Linked DNA regions of Sus scrofa: region 1 is linked to region 2. The links are chromatin contacts, called in public promoter capture Hi-C maps. All regions are on one chromosome and are shown on one strand. The core of a region is the stretch at or near the end of the contact, and the rest is flanking DNA. Distances in the headings are between cores, read along the strand shown. Region 1 holds the start of FAM131A (family with sequence similarity 131 member A). Region 2 holds the start of AP2M1 (adaptor related protein complex 2 mu 1 subunit).

What was found. Promoter capture Hi-C pulls out the DNA fragments that hold promoters and counts their contacts.
Region 1: a promoter capture Hi-C map of fetal liver shows a contact between it and region 2, with 2.5 times the contacts expected there. The contact joins the promoter of FAM131A here to the promoter of AP2M1 in region 2. A contact is called at or near these places in 2 of 5 promoter capture datasets (fetal liver and liver), 1 of 47 Hi-C or Micro-C datasets (epiblast stem cells) and 1 of 2 datasets of contacts at active chromatin or transcription factors (alveolar macrophages).

Annotation. Positions count from the first base shown.
Region 1 is chr13:122,225,251-122,231,107 of Sscrofa11.1, forward strand. It overlaps FAM131A (family with sequence similarity 131 member A), which reads left to right and starts at 2,625. Exons shown (of 6, transcript NM_001243359.1): 1 at 2,625-2,751; 2 at 3,400-3,542; 3 at 5,714-5,807. The coding sequence starts at 2,664. It overlaps EIF4G1 (eukaryotic translation initiation factor 4 gamma 1), which reads left to right. Exons shown (of 31, transcript NM_001246253.1): 31 at 1-121.
Region 2 is chr13:122,092,185-122,098,070 of Sscrofa11.1, forward strand. It overlaps AP2M1 (adaptor related protein complex 2 mu 1 subunit), which reads left to right and starts at 2,191. Exons shown (of 12, transcript NM_001243644.1): 1 at 2,191-2,320; 2 at 4,299-4,415. The coding sequence starts at 4,342. DVL3 (segment polarity protein dishevelled homolog DVL-3) reads left to right here. Exons shown (of 16, transcript XM_021069945.1): 16 at 1-791.

The DNA of each region.
Region 1 (5,857 bases), core at 1,375-3,874, 130 kb after region 2:
CGTCCTCGCTGCTGGGGGCATAATGCCCCAGCCCCTGCACCACCCCTGCTGCTGCCTGGGCAGGGGGAAGGGGGGGCACGGTGCCTGTAATTATTAAACATGAATTCAATTAACTCACTGCCTCTCTGCTTTATGGCCTGCTCCCTCTGGAGAAGGGGTCTGGATAGGTGGGCAGCCTCCTTTCCAGAGCTGGCACCGTAGCACTGTTCCCTGAAACTTGGCACCCCCTCTTGCCTCTTCCCCTGTCCATGATTGCAAGGGCTAGGAAATCAAAGTGGACGTGGTGGGGGTTCCTTGCTGAGGGGAGAAGGGGAACACAGGTGTGAAGTACTAGACAGAACACACTTCCTGGTCTTGGTCTCCTATCAAAATGTGATGCAGACCCCAGTGTGTGGAGGAAGCCTTGGTTTTGGAGGTGTTTATAGCCGAAGCCCTCTGGCTTTGAGGTCTCATCTATAAAATGAGGGGCCTGGATGCACCGACGGCTTCTGACCCCATGCAGTTTGACTGGCAGCCTGGATTCTGTGAGTCTATCCAAACCTGCCGGTCTCCACCTTCCCCTGCCTTTGGGTCTGGAAGCAGCAGACGAGCGTTTTTTTTTTTTGCTGAGGGACTCTGCCCCAGGCAGCCTCTGCGTGGCTGTGACGTAGGCTCCGCCCCGCCTTCTTTGGGTAGTGACGTGAAGGCCACGCCCCCACACTTACGTCACTGGCCCGGTTCCCTCTCCCGGGAGCGTTGGCGGACGAGCGGCTCCCACCCCCTCCCCTCTCACCGACTCTTCCCCTCCCCGGTGCGGCGACCGCGGCCCGACCCTCTGCAAGGCGATGGCCCGGGCCCCGAGTGCGGGCTAGCGTGCCTAGGTACCCCGGCCATGGGCTGTATTGGCTCTCGGAGCCCGGCGGGTCAGGGTAAGAGGCAGAGGCCGGTGTTGGGGAGCCTGGCTGCGGCTGGGGGCGGAGGGTGCGGGCCGTTGGGGAGGGGGGGCCTGAGGAGGGGGCCGGTGTTGGGAGAGGGAGGAGCCTGCACTGGGGAGGCGGGCCGGCAAGAGGAGGGAGCGGCCCGAGCGGGGAGGGGGCTAAACTGAGTCGGGCTCGCTCCAAAGGCCTTCTTGCCTCTGGGCTTTGCAGGGTGGACTTGTGGTCTTTCTGTCTGCATTCCCACTGCTGAGGGTGGCAGGAGGCGCACAGCTTAAGGGAGGGGCTGGTTAACCTTCTTCAGCCCGTGGCTACTGCCCTTGCACGCCCACTCACAGTCACCCCCCTCTGCCTACACCTCTTCTCTCAGTCCTGGGAGTGGCCCTATGCTGGGAACCTGCCTTAGCAGTGTCCCAGCCCCCTTCAGGAGGTAGCTTGCAAATGCTGGCCAAGCATCCTTCCACGGAGTTTTTGGCTTCATTACCTCCTTCAGAGTCTGCCGGTTGATGAAGGCGACCGCAGCCCCACTGGGGGCACCTGTGAGCACCTGATCACCTCTCACTTCTTAAAACTGTTTTAGTTCTTTACCCTACTCTCACCAAAAAACATCACCATACCCTATGGAGGGAAATAGGAGCCCAGAGAGAGGCCATCAGGGCATCCTTCCCACAACTGCTAATCCCTGCTTGGACCTTGGTTCCCATGAATGGTGGTGCACACAGGGGCCTGCCTGGCCTTAATTCTGTGTGTCTGAGGTGGGCCAGCCTGCTTTACTCTAGTGTCGTGGATTTCCCCAAGTTCAAGGCCAGGCAGGAACTTGTGATGATTAGGGCTGGGTTTGGAATGGGTCCTGGGCTTTCAGGGCAGGTGGTCAGTCACACAGGCCTTGGTATGGTTGTTACTTGAGGTTCTTTGGCCCTGAGACATTAGCTGAGATTTGTTCTTTTTTTTTTTTAAAAAAAAAAAGGTTTTTATGGTCGGACCAGCTGCACATGGAAGTTCCTGGGCCAGAGGTTGAATCCAAGCTGCATCTGCAACCTACCCTGCAGGTGCAGCAAAGCTGCATACTTTAACCCACTGGGCTGGGGATCGAACCCATGTGTCCACAGCAACCCAAGCCGCTGCAGTCAGATTCTTAACCCACTGTGCGGGTGGGAACTCCTGAGATTTACGCTGTACTTGAGTTCCCATGAGGAATTCTGGGATTTGTAGTCCTAAATTAATCTCCTGACTTTTGAAGCTGAGAAGCAGCAGGCTGCTCTGATCCTTCTGGTCCTGCTAAGGCTTGGAGTTCAGGAAGTCATTCTCTCCTGTAGTCAGGAGAGCTTCGCTGGCCTCATGACTGGCCTTGAGAGCCCTGATTAGGTACCAGCTAGGGGCCAGGGATGGCCTGTAACTTTGTGTCTTCCTTCTGGTTGGTAGCATTTCTGGGGACCACCAGCTGGCTGAAGCTCAGGGACAGAGACGGCTGCTCCAGCTAAAGGTCAGTTGTGATGTACATTGCCTGTTGGCATTGTCTAAGGGATGGGTCTCCTCTCTCAGCTCCCTGAGCTCCAGAGAGCTCGGCTGGGCCCCAGCACTCCCACCTCCTCAAAGCCATGAGGCAGAAGTGTTCTCCTTATGTGACTAGGCACAGGTTCCAAGTGGGGAGGGGACTGGCTCAGCATCCGGAGCCAAAATAGGAATAGAACTGGGAGCTGAGCCTGGAGCTGTTCTGGGCTTTTGGTTCTCTGCATCAACACAGCCAGCATGCCTATGATTTCTGTGCTGGGCAAAATGTTTCTGTGGCAGCGTGAAGGGCCTGGAGGACGATGGACTTGTCAGACAAGTCGCAGAGGTGAGACTGGAGACATAGATATGATTTGGGAGGTGATGGGAAGCTGAGGAGTAGGGTGCTCAGGTGGCAAGAGGAAAATTACTCTGGTTGAGATATTGGGAACCAGGCTAAACAGGAACAATGAGGCTGGGGCTGGACAAGGCATCTGGAAAAAGCCTTAGGGGACTGGGGCAAAGGTCAAAAAAAAAAAATCACTGGTTTATCAGAAAAGAAGAGTAAAGAGCTCATGCAAACTGAGGCTGGTGAGAGGAAAAGAACCAAAGCAAGGCTGCAAAGCTCCCAAGGTGACTGTGGGGAGGAGGCGACGGTGGTAGTGGAAGAATGTGGTATGCTTTCCAGGAGGGGCTGAGAAACCCAAGAAAATTCAGAATTTGTCAAAGTTTAGGTTTCATACCTAGGGTTTTGGTGGCAGAACATATCTTGAGGAGGACAGTGGGGAGTGGCTGCCATAAAATGGCCCCAGAGGCTTGAAGGTCAGGGCAAGGCTGTGGGATAGGGGCTTTCAGACTTGTGGTGAGCACCAGGTGGGTCCTTATATCTGGGAGGTGGGGGAAGCGGTGAGGAGAAATGATATGGCAACATCTGATGAAAATGGGGACCTTGGCAGAAGTGGGAGCCCAGCTGAAAAGTCTTTTCCCCAACCCTCAGTGGCCTCGGACCCGGCTTGGGCTGTGGAGTGGATCGAACTTCCTCGGGGCCTCTCTCTATCTTCCTTGGGATCTGCTCGGACCCTCCGAGGCTGGAGCCGGTCCTCTCGCCCTTCTTCCGTGGACAGCCAGGACTTGCCGGAGGTGCTGGGCCCCTGTGTTGGGAGGGGGACGGGGACCCGCATCCACGTGAAGGGGATTTGTGTGCCCCACCTCCGCTTCCCCAGCCTGCTTCTGGCTCCCTTTTCCTGCTAGCGGAGGCGCTATCCGGCTTTGGCGGGGGGTGGGGGGGGCAATGCCGCCCCCGCACCGGTCTGCTCCGCTCGGCTTCGTGCCAGTCGGCGGGCTTGCTTGCGCCTTGGGCCCTGACGTCAGCGCATCCCAGGCCGTATCCCAGGAGACCCTGTTGCATGGTGATGGGTTGCCAGGGAGACATACACCTTTTCTCTGGGCCTGGGACGCAGCTGCGCAGAGCGCAGGCAAGGATGGCAGTGGCTGGGGGAAGTGATGGGAGGGAGGGAGAGCAAGCTAGGAAACACCCAGCAGGTGCTCCTCCTCCCAGGCCTGGCCAGAAGCTGCCTGCGCCACCCTGGGGGCCCTGTCAGCCAGGTACTGAAGGGGAGGGACAGTGGGTGGGCCTGAGGTCGAGGGGCAGGTGGAGTCCCTTTTCTGAGGGTGGGAAGGTGATATGGGAGAGCCTAGGCAGTGCTGGGGAAGGGGCGTGTCCTGATTTCGTTCATTCATTGAGGAAAATGTTTGCCTGGACTGCCAAGGAGCACTGAGGCAGCTGCTGGGTGGAGGTAGGAACCAAGGTGAACCAAGCCTTGCCATCCCAAGATCCCGCAGGAGAGATTCAAGGGCACTGCTGGGGTGGGGTTGCAGGTATCCAAGACAGAGAAACTGTGGACTGAAGCCTTAAAAGGTAGGGGTGTTTTGTTAGGCAAGGACAGTATTCTTAGCCTAGGAGAAAGCTGAGTTCCTTTGCCTGGAGGCGGGTGGAGGTTGGGGGCTGCTTGTTGACAGGGGAGGTGGAGAGGTGGGCTTTTATTGGGCAGAGGAGGTCAGTGGTGAATTCCAAGCAGGCCTGGAGAGGCCGAGGCCTCACCGAGTGGGTTCCTTCAGTGCCTGACTGTGAAGCTTGCAGCTTATTGGGCATTGGAGGAACCCAGAAAAGATCCTAAATAGGGACGTGTTGTTACCAGTTGCACTCCAGGGAAATTATTTTTTTACATTTATACTCTGCCTCGTTCATTCAGCCTATGTATTTTGAGAGACCACTCTACCATCACTGTGTTAAACACAAGGCTGCAACAGTGACCAAAAGAGACTGAATTCCTGAAAGAGTTAAAAGACCAACAAGAAGTAAGGAAACACACAAAATAGACCATAATGACACAGAGAGGGTACGCTGATAGAGGATGGTGACTTGTTACAGACCACAGAAGAAGAATGGACAACTGGTAGGCTGGCCAGGAGGGTTCTCTGAGGGAGTGTTATTTCAGCCAAAACCCAAAAGATGAGAAAGAGCCAGATGATCATGGGAAGAGGGGAGGGGAACACTTACCCAACATTCTGGGCTGAGAAAACAGCACGGAATTGGAGCCTGGGGGACAACCACTTGCACTAATCTGGGTAAAGGGCACTGAGGGCTTGCTCTTGAGGAAGAGCAGTGGCGGCGGGAGTAGAAGCAGGGAGGGTAGTATAAAAGGCACTTGGGAGGTGGAATCAGTAGGTCTTCACAACAGGTGCAGGTCAGCAAGGCTTAGGGGAGAACTGATGGCAATGCTGAGGTTTGGAGCCAGGCTGAATGGGAGAGTGGCAGGGTGATGCGAAGTAAGGAAGTCTGGAAGCAGGGCCAGATGTGGGGAGAAGGTGTTGGGCTTGGTTTTTGTCATGCTCAGTTGGTGGCCCTAGTAGGCTCTAGAAATAGCTAGAATGGGGTTCTGAAAACTGAGAGGAGGGAGAGGGACAAGGGGGAGAGGACCTGGAGGAAGTGTCCGATGCCATTCCCTTCTCTCTTCCTCTTCTCCTCCAAGGCCCTACTCCATTTACTTCCAGCCTGCTGCCTTCCCCTCTGCAAGCTGAGACGTGGCGGGTTAGCAGCAGCTCTGCTCCTTGGGGCCTGCCGGAGTCTCTGTTGCTTCCTGGGAGGACACAGTTTGCTGATCCTGGCTTCTTACTCTCTTACATGTCCCAGCAGCCACTGGGACATAAGTGCTGCCCTAGCATCTCTTCCCAGCTCCCATATCCCCTTGATGCCTTGGGTGGAGTGTGGGCATGCGGGGGGCACTTACCCTCTGCTGCTGTCCCCCAAGGTGAATGTTGGAGACACAGTCGCGATGCTGCCCAAGTCCCGGAGAGCCCTAACTATCCAGGAGATTGCTGCGCTGGCCAGATCCTCCCTGCATGGTAGGCATGCCCTCCCATGCCTCTGGCCATTTGCTCCTTTCCTCTCTCTT
Region 2 (5,886 bases), core at 941-3,440:
CCTGGGAGCTCTAGGTTTGCTCCCAATCCAGACTATGTTTTCCTTAGCCACCCCATAGGGCTGCCTCTTGTACTCTTCCTCCTCCAATTCTTCTGTTTCCAACTCTTGAGGATTCCTCCACCACTGCTCACACCTTCAGGGTCCTTGTATTCTATCTTTGATCCACTTCTCTTTCCTCACTCCCAAAATGGTGTCATCCATCCTGATGTCCTCAACTGCCAGTGATATGCTGGTGTTTCCCAAATATATATCTCCATCTCTAAATTCCCTCTATTTTTAGATCTGTATTTTTATCACCTACTGGACCTCTCCATGGTCATGGCCATAAGGATCCAATTCATCCCTCTCCCCCACCCAAGTGTGTTCCTCCTGAATTCCAATCCTGGTTACCTTCATCACACTCTACATAGGCTCACCAGCTAGAAATATTTATGGGCTTAAATTCCTTCCCATACCTTACTAGTCAGTATATCATATCCATTCCTCTCCAGCAATCTTTCTTGAATTTGTCCCTTCCTCTCCCCTCTGCCTCTATTCTAGTTCACAGGAGCATGGGATTTGGAGTCAGGTTATTCTGGGTTTGAATCCCAACTCTACTACTTTTTGGTTGCGTGATAGGAGAGTTATTTAATCTCTCTGAGCCTCAGTTTCCTCATATGTAAAGTGACAATAATAATACCTACCTCACAGGGTTGTTGTGAGGATTTAATTAGATATTGTACGAAAAGTGCCTAGCACAGTGCCTGGCACACAGTAGAATAGGTGCTCAATAAATGGTAGCTATTGTTATTATTATCATCATCATTATTATTTACTCTAAATTGATAAGACTTTAGGGTATGTATTGAGGACAAAGCTTTTGGAAAGGTAGAAGTGAAACCTTGAGTGATGGTTCAAGAATTACAGTATTCAGTCACTTAATGGCTTCAGTCTGTGACCCCGATTTGAGAGAAGCCAGATCTTCATCCTACCATATTCTGGCTTCTACCAAGAGGATACTAGGAACAGTAAGGTTTGCAACTGGTTTGCCTTTTCTTGCCCTTCCTTCCTCTCATGATGGGCTCAGCCCTGCCTATGGAAGGCAGCAGGGTATCTCTCTCTACAGAAAGAGAAGAGCCAGCTGATTTTCTTCAGGTCCCATAAATGCCAGGGTTGGCCCTGTCTCCTCAGCTTGCATGTGAAGATTAACTCTGTTCATCAGAGAAGGGATTTCAAATCCCACGTCCAATTAAATTCAAGTCACCAATGGTTTTCTGAACAACATATATGCCTGTCACTAGAAGGCATACATTTCCTGGTCTTGAGCTCACAGTCACATAGGTATAACTGAGGTAGAATATGACATATTTTCATAAAGCTTTAACTAGTTTCTTTCAAATATTTGCCTCCTACTACTTTGGGTCTTGATCCCTGGGAAAAGGCTCATGTCTGTAACCAATATATATTGCCAAAAAAGGTGGGAAAATCAGAGGTGATATTACAAAGCAGTAAACTCAGCACAAATACTTCTACTGCCAAAGTCATGTATTTGTGTGTAAAGAGAAGACAACCAGGAGTTCCCGTCCTGGATCAGTGGTTAACGAATCCAAGTAGGAACCGTGAGGTTGCGGGTTCGATCCCTGGCCTGGCGCAGTGGGTTAAGGATCCAGCATTGCGGTGAACTGTGGTGTAGGTCGCAGACGTGGCTCGGATCTGGCGTTGCTGTGGCTGTGGGGTAGGCCGGCAGCTGTAGCTCTGATTAGACCCCTAGCCTGGGAACCTCCATACGCTGCGAGTGCGGCCCTGGAAAAAGACAAAAAAAAAAAAAAAAAAATCCAGACACTGGAGACTGAAAAGCCTACGGCAATCCAAGGATTAATAGATGGGCTTCAACAAACAGCACTAATCCTTCGGGCTCTCAGTAGCACAGAAATAGGAACAGGAGGGATTGCAAAGACTACAATTCCCATAATGCTCAATGGGGAAAATGAAGTAAGTGTAGCAGCTTATTCTAGACTGTGTATTTCGGGTAGGGCTGGATAAATCTACTCCTACCGTTCCTCCAAGGAACGCTAATCCTCCTTCGAAGGCTCTCAAAGGCCGTCGGTAGTTGTAGTTTTGCTAATCCTAGGGCGCATAAAGGTGTAAGCGAGAAGGCCAAGGAGCCTGACGGGATTTGTAGTCTGCGCCGACGGCGGACGCGCACGCGCAGCTGAGGCCGGGGCGGGGCCGAGATACTGCAGTGAAAGCCGAGGCAGCGGGCAGGCGAGCAGGGGGCGGGCGGACATCTTGGGATCCGGAGAGTGGCCGGCCCGGCAGAGCAGGCGGCCTCGGACACCAGGTGAGCTCGGGATTTAGTCGTAACCGGGTGAGGGAGGACGGCTACTCGACTGCCCAGCTTTGCCCTTCCCTGCACTGCGCTACGCCGAAAGCTGCCCACACCCGGGAGTGGCCCCAGCCTTCATATCGGGAAGGGAGCTGACGGTGGGGCGGGGGCGCCCCGGGCGCGGCTGCAGGACGGGCACGGAGCGGTGCCCTTCACCTGACCCGCCCGTAGCCTTCCCTGAGAGGGAGACCTACTGGAATCCTCCCAGAGGTGGGACGCCGCGCGGCGCCCCCCTCCCTAGGATCTTGACAACCCCCTACCCCTCTGCGCCTTCTCCTTTTCGCGCAGGGAACAATTCCCCCATCCTTTGGAAAGTGACACGCACTTGTGTCGCCTCTTTGGACCGTGACAAGCTAGCCCACCCTGTGGCACCCCCTCCTCGCAGTTGAGTGACAGCCCCCCGCGCCCCGTGGAACCAGCTTTTCTTGCGATGTCCTCTTCCCCAAGGCGAATAGCCCAGCACCCCCACATGCCTCTATACTTGCATCCCAAAGCAAGCTACCTCTCCCCAGCTTTCCCTGATTCGCCATTCTCATTCTCTCCCTGCCGTCTTTCCTCTTCAAAGCCTTGACCTTTGCCATACTGTAAACTCTTTCTTCCAGGTGCCCCCACCAGCCCTGTTGCTGCTGTGGGCTCACCTGATTATACTGCCTGACTGTTGCTGCTGGTATATCCTTTAGATATTCCACTCCTGTCCTGGGCCCCATCTCTGCTTCTCTGATGCCCTGAGCTCCCTACCACTTGATACCTGTGAACTTGGTTCTTTGCATAGGGCTATACCTCCATTTTGCGCTTCCTCTCCCAGTCTCTTTGGGGTTGAGGAGTGGGATGTGTCCACCACCTTGAGAGACCTTTCACTCAGTCTGGGAGACCTTGGCCGCCTTGACAATAGGCTTTATTTTTCAGTTTAGAAAAGTCTGCCAAACTGCTCCCTGTGAAACTAACACCAGGGCTAATCCCAGAAATCTAGAACTAAATTAACCTTTTTTCTCTTTGAAAAGTCTGAATTAGTCTGACCCAAATAATTTGAGTAATTCAGGTATTCTGCCCCTTGTTCATAAGCACTCAGCTGAATTATGTTGTGGGTCTGGAATCACAGAATTTCAGCTGGAAGGATCTCTTGATTTTATGAATTGCATACACACACCCGCTGCCCGCCACACACACCTGTATTTTGATTACACTTGGGAATTGAGAGGGAGCCTCCCTTTTTTAAAGAGAGGTGGTCAGAAATAACTAATAAGTAGCTTGGGCCCTTGAGGTGTTGTCTGTCAGGGCTGGGGCCTTTCTCCTCTGCTCTTTTGCCTGTTTATCTGACTGCCTGGGAGAGGCTGGAACCATGCTCCTGGGTCCATGTCAGGGCCTGAGGCCTCCCTTCTCTCCTCTTCCCCACTGCCTGCACACCCTTTCCTGGAATGTTTAGACTTCTGTGAATTAGAGAGCTGGAGGTTCAGGCCCTGCTGCCTTCTCAAGGGTAGTGGAGCCTGAGAGACTGGTGCTCCTAAAGCTTTGCCTCAGGGGCCTCAGGCCTGAACCTATGGGAGTAATTCCTACCGCCATTCCTCCAGCCGCCTGCAGGCCTTCACAGTGACTCACCGGCCAGAGCCTGAGTGAGAGTCTGCACAGGAAGAGGCCTTGCTGAGCTCAGCGCTGTGAAAGGGGGAGGGGGCTACTCTGGGTCCTGCCCCAGAAAAAGGAGGATCAAAATGGCCTTAGAATCCTGGGCCCAAGTCCCTCTCCCTTTCTCCCTTTCAGTAAGGGACAAACAGGAACTGGAGCCTGGCTGAGGGGAGGGGCATGCCCGGGAGGGCACAGGGTCACTTGCTGGAGGGTTGAGTCAGGATAAAAGCTCAGCCAGTGTCCTGCACAGCCCCACAGGGGACGTTGGCTGGGGTTCTAAGGCCTTCCCTTACCCTGCCCCCACCTGTCCTAGGTCTGTTCTCAGAGCGATGGGCTGCCAGGACTGAGCTGCCGCCATGATTGGAGGCTTATTCATCTATAATCACAAGGGGGAGGTGCTCATCTCCCGGGTCTACCGAGATGACATCGGGTGAGTCCCCTGGCTGAGCCAGCTGTGCCCCTCACCCCCATCCCTCCTCCCCAGCATGCAGGACCAGATCTCTTTCTACCAGAGGCTTGATTTGGACCACCCCTACCCCTCGCTGCATCCTAGAAGCTCAGCTAGCACAGCCTGGTTCCCATTAGGTCTGGTGGTATCGGCCAAGCAGCCAGTTGCTGGCCACTTGGTGGGATCTGTGGAATGGCAGGACCCCCACAGTCTTGGGAACTCCTGCCTCCTGTTTCCCTTAGTGACAGACCTGGTTTCTGGAAATGAGTGCTTTTGCCTGGGCAGGTTGATCCCTCCTTTGAGGAGAAAGGAGATCTGTCTCCAGTGGGTGGAGTTGGTGGTACTAATCCATCTAAGTCTTGCTCCCAGAAGCCCTTCTCATGGTGAGTTTTCACTGGACTCTTGAAAACCTCTCTGGGCTGCTGAATCCTCTCCCACTCTTTTTCTGGAGGAGTCAGGCTGCTGACTCAGCTATGTTTTCAGTTCCTCTGGGCCATTCCTGGAGAGGAAAGGTGGTGAGCAAGCCCGAGGCACTCTCCAGGTCACTGAGGGACAGGCAGGGAGGCCATGCTGCCCTTTCTGACCTATCACAGTGGACAGGGAACAGCTCCTTGTCCTGTGTCCCCTCCGACCTCCACAAGGAGGCACAGCCTTACTTCTCATTCTGCCCTACCCTGCATGCCACAGCTCTTCCCCGAGGAGGAGACTTGTCCTAGCCTCAGCGGCTCTGTGAGGTTAGGCTCTTCTGATCCATGCTGTGCTGTTTTTCTTCCTGGAATCGCTTAGAATAGACGGTCAGAGGTGGGCCTGTTGCAGCGGCTCCTAGCTTTCTGGCTAATAGGCTCCCCTGGCCGTTATGGCTATTTGTCCAATGGCTGGTGGTGGGGCATGAGCTAGAGTTGCGGCAATGCCTGGCTTGCCTGAACCTGGCTGGCTACACCTATCTACACCCCCCTCTGACCCTGAGTGGGCCTGGTTAAGCCAAGGCCAGGGGCTACACCAGCTTGCATGCTTTGCTGTGCTCTCCACCCCTTGCCTGTTGCCCCTCTGCTTCCACCTCATGGTGTGTTCTACCCGCCCCAGTGTGTTGTGTCTAATCCTCTCTCTCGTTGCTGTCACTCTCCTCTTCTTGCTGGCGTCATTTCTCTCATCCCATCTCATTGGCTGCCGTAGCAATAGGTAAGCGGCCTATTAAGCTGCTGCCCAGGCACAGGTGGGTGGGGGGCCCTGCCCCCCACATCATTGTTTTCTTCTTCCTTTTTCTTTCCCTGGACTTGCCCTGGAATTGGATCCTGAGCAAGAATGGGTGGCCCAGCTCCATGGCCCCTTAGTGCTTGTCCCTCAGTAGATTAGAGCCTTCTCTGAAGTCATGCTGGCCTTGTCTAACTTCTGGAGAAGCCAGCCTTCCCCACTGGTGGAATCACTGTGGGAAGACTGGAGAAGCAGCGGGGTC